Linked DNA regions of Bicyclus anynana: region 1 is linked to region 2. A link is a contact called in public Hi-C data. All regions are on one chromosome and are shown on one strand. Each heading gives the region's core, a stretch centred on a gene start, on an enhancer-like site or on the middle of the called end of the contact. The rest is flanking DNA. Distances are from core to core; before and after follow the strand shown. Region 1 holds the start of LOC112045037 (peroxisomal membrane protein PEX14). Region 2 holds the start of LOC112044927 (DNA-directed RNA polymerase I subunit RPA1).

Region 1 (4,719 bases), core at 93-2,592, 330 kb before region 2:
AACATACATAACATATAGTGTCTACCGTGTAATGTAGAACAATAACCAACAACACTAAGATTATGATATGACAAACGGGGAAACCTCTTTTTATCAAATACTAAATGTACTTACATGCATAAAAAACAATTTACAAAAGCAAATGTGTATGTAACAAGCATCATTGTAATGCAATAAAAATTGGTTGATAATTATAAACAAAAATCCAATGAGTCATCACATACTATAAACTTTTAAAATAAATAATTTATGGAATACCTTTTTGTTCCTCCAAGAAGGTGGCCCTTTTCATATACTCCTTCACCTTCTCCCGGAGATCTACTTGTTTTTCCGGCGATACGTGACTGCAAACCCTGTCGAGAAGTCTTGCAGCCGTTCGGTAACATTCTACCGCTTTTTCTACTTCTCCTGCTTGATCGAAAGAAACAGCTAAGGATGCCGCCTCTGTGGCATTCGCAAAGTCAGCCATTTTACAACAAATTTCTTTTTATTTTGGAATCAAAATTATATCCATTCATGATTTTTAAACCAAAACAAAAAGGGTAGGTTCTTCACAACTTTACAAACACAGATGACAAATTTTACAAAAACTAAAAAGTCATAAATAAAACACAAACGTCAACGTCAAGTCAAAAATGTGCACCACAGACAAAGTCAAAATGCAAGTTAAGTTAAAATGCACCAAATCCTTAGACCATTAAAAAGAATGGACTTGTTTCGCACCCAAATTCACCAACAAAAAAGTCTGTCGTTTTTTGAGGGGGGCGAGGTAAACTTACACATCGAAAACATTTAACACCATTAATATCCATATAAATTTATTCATTCGTATTAGATAATGTACTACATACTTACTTTAAGGTGATACACTTTACATTCGACCTTAATGTCTCAAACCTTAAAGGATTTTTTTCAAATTTTAAAACAAATTTCAAAGCGTGTCAACAAATTTCAAAGATTTAATTTGTTTTAAAACACGCTACTTCTTTTAAATTTTCCGCTATAAACGCCACTGACGAAAGTTATAAAGGCACCAGCTTTGATGGCGCCATCTGCGTTTAGCTTTCGCCGGCCAACCCTTTTGCTCAAAAATCATTACAGTCTTAGCTCAAAACGCTCCATAATCCATCCATTCCATTTAAGTTTATGATAGCTACGCTCGCAAGCAAGTGGAGCGAATGAACTGTGCCGTAGTCATGATTGTGATCGTTTAGTGGAATGTAACCATCAAAAGCTTTAAAAAAAAATCAAAAGCACTGTGGTCAATTTCTATCGTAATTCATATGTCAAATGAATGTCAATTATCAAACACTGTGTCAAGTGTCAACTGTCAATGTCACATTGATTATTTGTGATTTATGGTTTGTGGTTCCTTTTGTGTTCACGTTTTTATTTTAAATAATAATTAGAAATTTAATTATACGAAGTGAATATTATTTTTATAGGATTTTTTCCATATTCGTTATATAATAATTACACATTCATTGTGCAAACTGTGTAGTGCTTCCGTGAATCGAGAACATTTTAATTGAAAATGGCATCGGAAATTCTAACTTCGCCAGGGACGGAAATTAGAGAGAATTTGGTGATTATCTTTAAATCATTATCCTTATTATCAGTTTACTAATAATTTAGAATAATAATTCGCCGAATAACACGACCCGACGACGAAAGATTGTTGAGTTTTGTTACATTAAATAAATAAATTAGCATACAAAGTCTATGTATGTTGTGTTAAGCATTAATAGACCTTTGTGCATATAGAACATGATTATTACAGTTTTTGCTTAGTTATAAAAACAAGCATCAATTGTACACTCAAGAAATCTGAAGTAGGTACTCAAGTATTTATATTTCAATGTTTTAATGAGATTCGAGAGAGAATTGGATTGTAAGAGGTATAAGAACAATAAGTGTTACCACTTTCCATGATAAATTTCTTCACAAAGGAAATGTAAAAAAACTTGTATGGATACCAAATTGTTTCCCCTCCAAAAAAATAATTAAATAATAATTAAGAGATCTCTGTGTGTATGTGATAATGATCTAATGATGATAAAGTTAAATATGAAATTGTCAGTAAAAAAACTAAATACAATAAATCAAAAAACTAAAAGTTAAAAGCCTGTCACTTTGATATGATTTAAAATCATCAATGACAGCCTATTTGAAAGTCCCACTGACTACCACCTTTATTATAGGAGAGGGACAGAGAGAGCTTAGATATTCAAATTCTACCAATCATAATTACTGAGCCCAACAGTTTAACATGTCTTCAAAGCTAGTTGGTGTAACAGCCAACTTCCTAAACTTGAGCTTCAATTGAGAATTTATTGGAAGAACTCATCACCAAGAGGTGGTGATTTGTTCCACTACCTGGTCTATTGTACCTACTCGTAACACAGTCTTATCAGACTAATTGGAGGGGAACAGGAATATTGGATTATTTCAATAGATATGGCAAATGTTATTTAAAAAAAAACAATGTTACAATAATATTCATTCTCAATTAGTCTGGGACTCGAACCCAGACCTCAGTATGGTATAAAAAAACAGTCTTAAAGACAAAGACTTAAACCACTGGTAGTACGAGTCAATTAAAAGTATTTCCACATATATTTCTGTTATTGCTTAACATTGTTTAAGTTTCTTATCATAACTTGATCAAATTATTTAAAAAAAAGAATCACCAATAATGAATTAAAATACATGCTTCTTTAGACAAACTTGACCTAGTTTCGTAAATATTCACATGGGTAAATTTAATAAACAACTGCTTGGAAGATATTGTGCAGTTTGTTGAGTTTATGTTTATTATCATTAAAATGTAACACAACTTCATAGATGCAAAAACTTACTGCCTGAGCACCCAATTGAATACAACCTAAGAACAGCACAAAGTCTGGCTGCTCAAAGATTACATTTTTGACAGGTGGTGTGATTGAGACAAACATATTCTTTTGTCTCTCTCTCTCTCTCTCATTCATTGTCCACCTGTCAGAAACTCTATCTCGGAACAGCCGGACTTTAACACAATTACAAGTTAAAAAAGTTAAGGCAATGTAGGTACTAGTACAAAAAGTCCAAAGTTCATATTTTACAAGAATATTTATAAGTAAAATTTGTTCTACATTGTCGAACAATATGAGTTCACCATGGTGGTAAGCTATACAAATATTATGAAGAGGAAAGATTTGTACTTTTGTATGTACTAGCTCAATAACTATTGGGCTGATTTAAAAATTTCTTTCACCAATACAAAGCTACATTATGGCATTATTACACATGGGATATATTTTATCCCCATATTCCCACTGGTAATGGGAACTGCGTGGGTAAAACAGCGAGGTTCAGCTAGTAATTAAGTAAATTGGCTAGTTTTGCATGTGCTCAAAAGAGGAGTGCTTTAGAGATAGGAAATAATTTGCTATTTGATTAGATATCAGTTAGCAACACACTCTGTAGTATGTTTATCAAAGTTTGATAGTGCAATCTAAAGTTATTAGAACAGACTTCTGTAATATTTATTCTATTTAGAAGCCAAATATCAAATCTCTACAGGTAAAGGCTGCTAAATTAAGAGTACCAGACTCTTATTTAGGATCCTCTTTGAGAGTCAATATCAAAATTTATTTACAGAGAGATTAAGAGATTTGTTAATGTTTATTTACATTGTTATATAATAAGAAAGTGGTGGTGATAAGTAAATCTAACTTTCAAACTTAATAAAAAGTTTGAAACATGCCTGTAATGGGAAATATGTAATAGTTATATGACATTGTGACAGAGATCTATGTCCACATATTACTAGACATATTATATTTTGTTTAAAAATAATAGTTATCGATGATTTGCAGGCACAGGAGGCTTTACACCAATGCCTCAAAACATATATCCTTCTACTGTACTATAATTGGTGCTGATTTTAGATTAGCTTGGCATTTGACAGACTCCATGGTGGATTTACAAGACGGATGTCCTGGCTTTGATTGAGGTTTTTTAATTGATCCCTACCGGCAATGACATACTGCCAAGCGATTTAGCGTTCCGGTGTAATATTGTTTAGAAACCGAAAGGGGTGTGGATTTTCATCCTCCTCCTCCTAAAAAGTCAGCCTGCTTTTTTAATAATACTCTTTATTTGTACACCACAAAAAATAAAAGAAAACAAGCAAAACAGAAACATAAGAAAAAGTAGAATACAAAAGGCGGCCTTATGACTTAGTAGCGATCTCTTCCAGGCAACCTTAGGCTTAGGAACTTATTAGGACAACTGTAGGTGTTGTGTACGTAATAACGTACGCACGTAATAACGTAATAACGTCTGCTTCCATCTTAGATTGCATCCTCACTTACCATCAGGTGAGATTGTAGTCAAAGGTTAGCTTGTAAAGAAATAAAAAAAGCCATCTGCTTATTCTATCAAGTTATATAAAAAAAATCAGGCAAACAGATTAAGATTTGATAATGTCAGTGGTATAAACAATCATTCAATATTATCTCATAAATTGCATAAGGTAAATTCAGAATATATATTAAATCACAAAATTGAATGGTAATTCATGCATTTGTGCATTATCACATGCTCCTGTTATCTGTACCTACAAGTTTGATAAACATAGCTGGGCAAGTGTGAGTCTTACTTGCACTGCTGGTTCAGTATACTTTTAACTTGTAACTTTAACACATTCTTGAGAAATAGAGTTTTGACTAAATAGAC
Region 2 (4,633 bases), core at 320-2,819:
GGAAGAAACATTAATACATGTTATGCTTAGATGCAGAAGTGTATCTGAACAATGTGCAGCATAAATTGGCTCCCCAGCAACACTCCATGAGGCTTATGGCCGCCTGCTAAGCTTCTGGAGCAAGCTTAGTTTGCTGGAATGACTCCACTGGGGAACAGCAACAAATGGACCAACATGCCCACCTTTACTGGCCAAGTGTAGAAAAGGTCCAGGAGAGAAGAATACACAAAGGTGTTAATGCTATCAAGTTACTACTACATCCAGAGGTGTGCACAGTCTACCAGTGACTACATCTAGAGGTACAATGTCTTCAAAGTCTTCAAACTTACTCTGTTGGAAAAACTAGGAGGATTCAAATCCTCTGTTCTGTATAATGCTAGTTTTTCTATTAAATCTACCTACAAAGACATACTATAGGATAATAAGGTGTCTATTTTGGTATATAGGTACAGAGTTCAGATATAACAGATATAGGACTTACTTGTCGTCAATAACATCCTCTGGACTACGAGCTTCGCCTAAAATTCTTAACCGGGCTTCCTCATACTCCTTCTGTCTTTGTTCAAGTGTTTTGACGGGCCTCGCTCGGTTTTCTCCGTTCAGCTGCCCACTGGCCAAGGAACTCGGCCGCTTGAGTATACGTATAGCTGGCTCAGGCATTACGCACTGAGACCCAATGCACGCGCTCTCTTCTACAATTACGTTCGTAACCTTGCAACCTCTTAGACTCGTCACTGGCGGCACACTGGACATCAGCTTGATCTTTTTGTCCAACTGAAACAGTAACTTGTGTTATTATACACTGTGCCACGTAATTATTCATGGGAATCAGTGTTCCGATTTGGTTTTCACTGATAAACTTACGCCAATTTCGTCCATATCCTCCCAGCTTTCACATATGTCAACTTCATCTTGTGCCGCCATCTTGCAGTTTGTTTGAAGTTTTGATAAAGTTTGACTGCGTACAATGTTGCTACTACTTAGAAACCATTAACTCAATGTTACCATTTAAAATAACATTAAGCTTACTTTCCACAAAGCGATCACAATGATCACGCTCACGATGGAGATGCATCGCACCCAAATTCACCAACAAAAACGTATATTGTTGCAATGATAATTTATTATTTAAGTGTAGTTAAATGATTATATGATACTAATAAAAATATAAAAAGTATATTCTACTACCTAAGCTTCATGAAGTTGAAAATATTTTATATTGCAATAAACATTAAATTGTGTAAATCAATTGTGACATATAATATGCTAAATGGTATTGTTTGGTATTGGCATTTTTTTTTCTTGAGCGTTTAGCTGGATTTGACAGGTTTCAAAATAGATTGTGGCCCTATTGTGACAGAATCGGTAAATAATTTGCAGATAGTCACGCTGTGTGGAGCTTCTACAATCATTTTATTATAAAATAGGCTCTATCACCATTATATTATATTCTAAATAGGCTCTATATTTATTCAATGTAAGCTAGAACTCGTAGCCCAAAAATATACAAAAATAACTATACTTTTAATTTTTAATCTGTTCTGTTTCTAATTTCTATGTTATTTGCTTATTTGACGTCCGTGGTTCTGTGAACTTCTGTGTTTTCTGTTTTGTTCTGTGTATATAACCTAAAAAATTAAAAACCAAAACAAATGGTCGAAAAGCAATCAAGATATAATAAAACGGATTTTAATTTATAATGTAATATCCTTAAAATTTAGTCCGCGTGTCATTTACCTGTAAGCAATAACTAATATATAACTTAGTAAACTACTATGGTAAAATACAGTTTCACTAAGAGGTTATGTATTACCATGATTTTAATGATTTTTTAAATATTTTATAGGCCTAACAATGGACGTGAGTTCAAGATTTTCGTCGGACCTGACAGGGTTGACATCTGTCGATCCGGACTCTATACAGTTTCTCATGTTTACCGACGAAGAGATAAAAAAACTTAGCGTGGCGAAAATCACAAGCACCATTACTTTCGATAGTATGGGCAATGCTATAAAAGGAGGCCTCTATGACCCTGCTATGGGACCACTAAAAGACCGCAATGATTTTTGCACAACCTGCTCTAACACTCTCCTACACTGTCCTGGACATTTTGGACACATAGAACTCCCACTTACAGTGATAAATCCGATATTCAATAAAACTGTTTACACTCTATTTAGAATGTCATGTTTAAAGTGTTTCAAAATACAAATGGATGACAGAATGAAGTTCATATTGAAATTACAGTTGGAACTTCTCGACACTGGCCATATTACTGCTGCTTTAGACTTGGGCAACTACATATGTGATATCAAGGACTACAACAGTGCAACATCACCAGAGAAGCCTAACAAAGTGATAAGGAAATATCAGAAGCTGGTTAGAAAAAGAGATGCAATCAATGAGAAGTTTCAAAATAAAAACACAGACAAACTGAGAACAAAGATCATTAATAATTTCTTTAAAGTTATGAATACATCAAAAAAATGTCTTTATTGTAAGAGCAAACTTATTAAAGTTACAACTAGTGATAATAAGATTATGGTCAACATGAGTACTGAAGGTGGTTTGTCAGATAAAAAAGGAATTAAAATCTTAATGCCTGATGAAATAAAGCATCACTGCACCTCTATAGCAGAAAATGATGAAGATATCCTAACTTGCTGTATTCCAATACTAAAGTATGGAAACATTAAACCTGTTACAGATTTATTTTTTATGCAGGTTATACCAGTGTTGCCTCCCTGTGTGAGACCTTGTAATTTTTTGCTTGGTCAGGTAGTTGAACATCCACAAAATCATGTGTATAAAAATATAATGAATTTTGCTTACAGTGCCAGGGCTGTACTACAGGTTTTAACAGCACCTGATCAACAAAAAGGTATTGATGGTCTTGACCTACATCCAAGGCAGGCATATGAGCGTGTCTCAGGGACATCACCTGCAGAAAAGCTACATTCAGTGTGGCAAGAATTACAAAGACAAACCAATCAACTACTCAACTGCGAAGGCTCAGGCGCTGAGAGTCAAGGATTAAAGCAGATTCTTGAAAAAAAGACTGGTGTAATAAGAATGAATATGATGGGCAAAAGAGTCAATTTTGCTGCTAGATCAGTTATCACACCTGATCCCAATGTAGACATTGATGAAATAGGTATCCCTGAGGCTTTTGCTACAAAGTTGACATTCCCAATTCCAGTTACAGAATGGAATGTAGATGAGTTAAGGAAAATGGTAATCAATGGACCAAACAAGCATCCAGGAGCTGAGAAATTAGAAATCAAAAATGGGAGAATGATCAGAATTCCTCCTGATTCCATTCAAAAAAGAAAATCTCTGGCTAAAAAGTTATTAACTCCTGAAGAGTTTAAAAAATCTGAATTGAAAATTGTACATCGACACTTGATCAATGGTGATGTGCTGATATTAAATCGACAGCCTACACTTCATAAACCTAGTATGATGGCACACAAGGCAAGAATACTTCTAGGGGAGAAAACATTAAGGTTACATTATGCGAATTGTAAAGCATATAATGCTGATTTTGATGGTGATGAAATGAATGCTCATTTCCCTCAAAATGAAATAGCTAGAAGTGAAGCATATAATATTATGTCTGTAACAAAACAATACTTAGTACCAAAAGATGGAACTCCACTTAGTGGTTTAATTCAAGATCATGTAATTTCTGGGGTCAGGATGTCCTTAAGAGGCACTTTCTTTTCTAAAGCTGATTATCAACAGTTAGTCTTACAAGCATTGCCAAATCACAGAGGTGAAATTAAATTGCTTCCTCCGACAATTATAAAACCACTTGTATTATGGTCTGGTAAACAAGTGCTGTCTACTATAATAGTCAATACCATTCCCAAAGGAAAGCCATACCTTTCCTTAGATGGTAAGGCAAAGATTAATGCAAAGGCCTGGCAGAAAGAACCTCCTAGAGCATGGGAAGGAGGTGGTGCAGAATTTGCAAATCCAAATTCAATGTCTGAGGCAGAAGTAATTATAAGAAAAGGTGAACTTTTATGTGGAGTGTTAGATAAAACTCACTATGGAGCAACGCCTTATGGTTTAGTTCACTGCATGTATGAATTATATGGTGGAGACAGTTCAGCTGCACTTTTAAGCTCATTTTCAAAAGTTTTTACTTTCTACTTACAATGGTTTGGATTCACTCTTGGTGTTAAGGACATTTTGGTTGTTGATGAGGCTAATAAAAAACGTGATGAAATTATTAGTTTAGCTCGACAAGCTGGTAGAGTTGCTGCAGTAAAGGCAACAGAACTTCCAGCAGACATAGATGATAATAAACTAAAAGACACCATAGGAGAAATGTTGATCAAGGATCAAAAATTTCGAGCAAACCTAGACAGACAATACAAAAATATGCTAGATTCTTACACTAATGATATTAATACAGTTTGTCTTTCCAAAGGGCTATTAGAAAAATTTCCATCAAATAATTTACAACTCATGGTGCAATCAGGTGCAAAAGGTTCAACTGTCAACACAATGCAAATTTCATGTTTATTAGGTCAAATCGAACTTGAAGGCAAAAGGCCTCCTATAATGATATCAGGTCGGTCTCTACCTAGTTTTCCTCCATATGATGTTTCTCCTAGAGCAGGTG

What was found. Hi-C and Micro-C count contacts between places; a contact is called where the count stands out from the background.
Region 1: a Hi-C map of whole larva shows a contact between it and region 2, with 9 times the contacts expected there. The contact joins the promoter of LOC112045037 here to the promoter of LOC112044927 in region 2. A contact is called at or near these places in 2 of 2 Hi-C or Micro-C datasets (whole body and whole larva).

What each region holds. Positions count from the first base shown.
Region 1 is chr14:14,888,056-14,892,774 of ilBicAnyn1.1, reverse strand. LOC112045037 (peroxisomal membrane protein PEX14) reads left to right here and starts at 1,342. Exons shown (of 5, transcript XM_024081085.2): 1 at 1,342-1,585. The coding sequence starts at 1,535. It overlaps LOC112045036 (calpain-7), which reads right to left and starts at 583. Exons shown (of 12, transcript XM_024081084.2): 1 at 259-583. The coding sequence starts at 469.
Region 2 is chr14:14,557,265-14,561,897 of ilBicAnyn1.1, reverse strand. It overlaps LOC112044927 (DNA-directed RNA polymerase I subunit RPA1), which reads left to right and starts at 1,569. Exons shown (of 3, transcript XM_024080939.2): 1 at 1,569-1,739; 2 at 1,847-4,633. The coding sequence starts at 1,855. LOC112044974 (SUZ domain-containing protein 1) reads right to left here and starts at 1,001. Exons shown (of 3, transcript XM_024080997.2): 1 at 865-1,001; 2 at 482-774. The coding sequence starts at 924.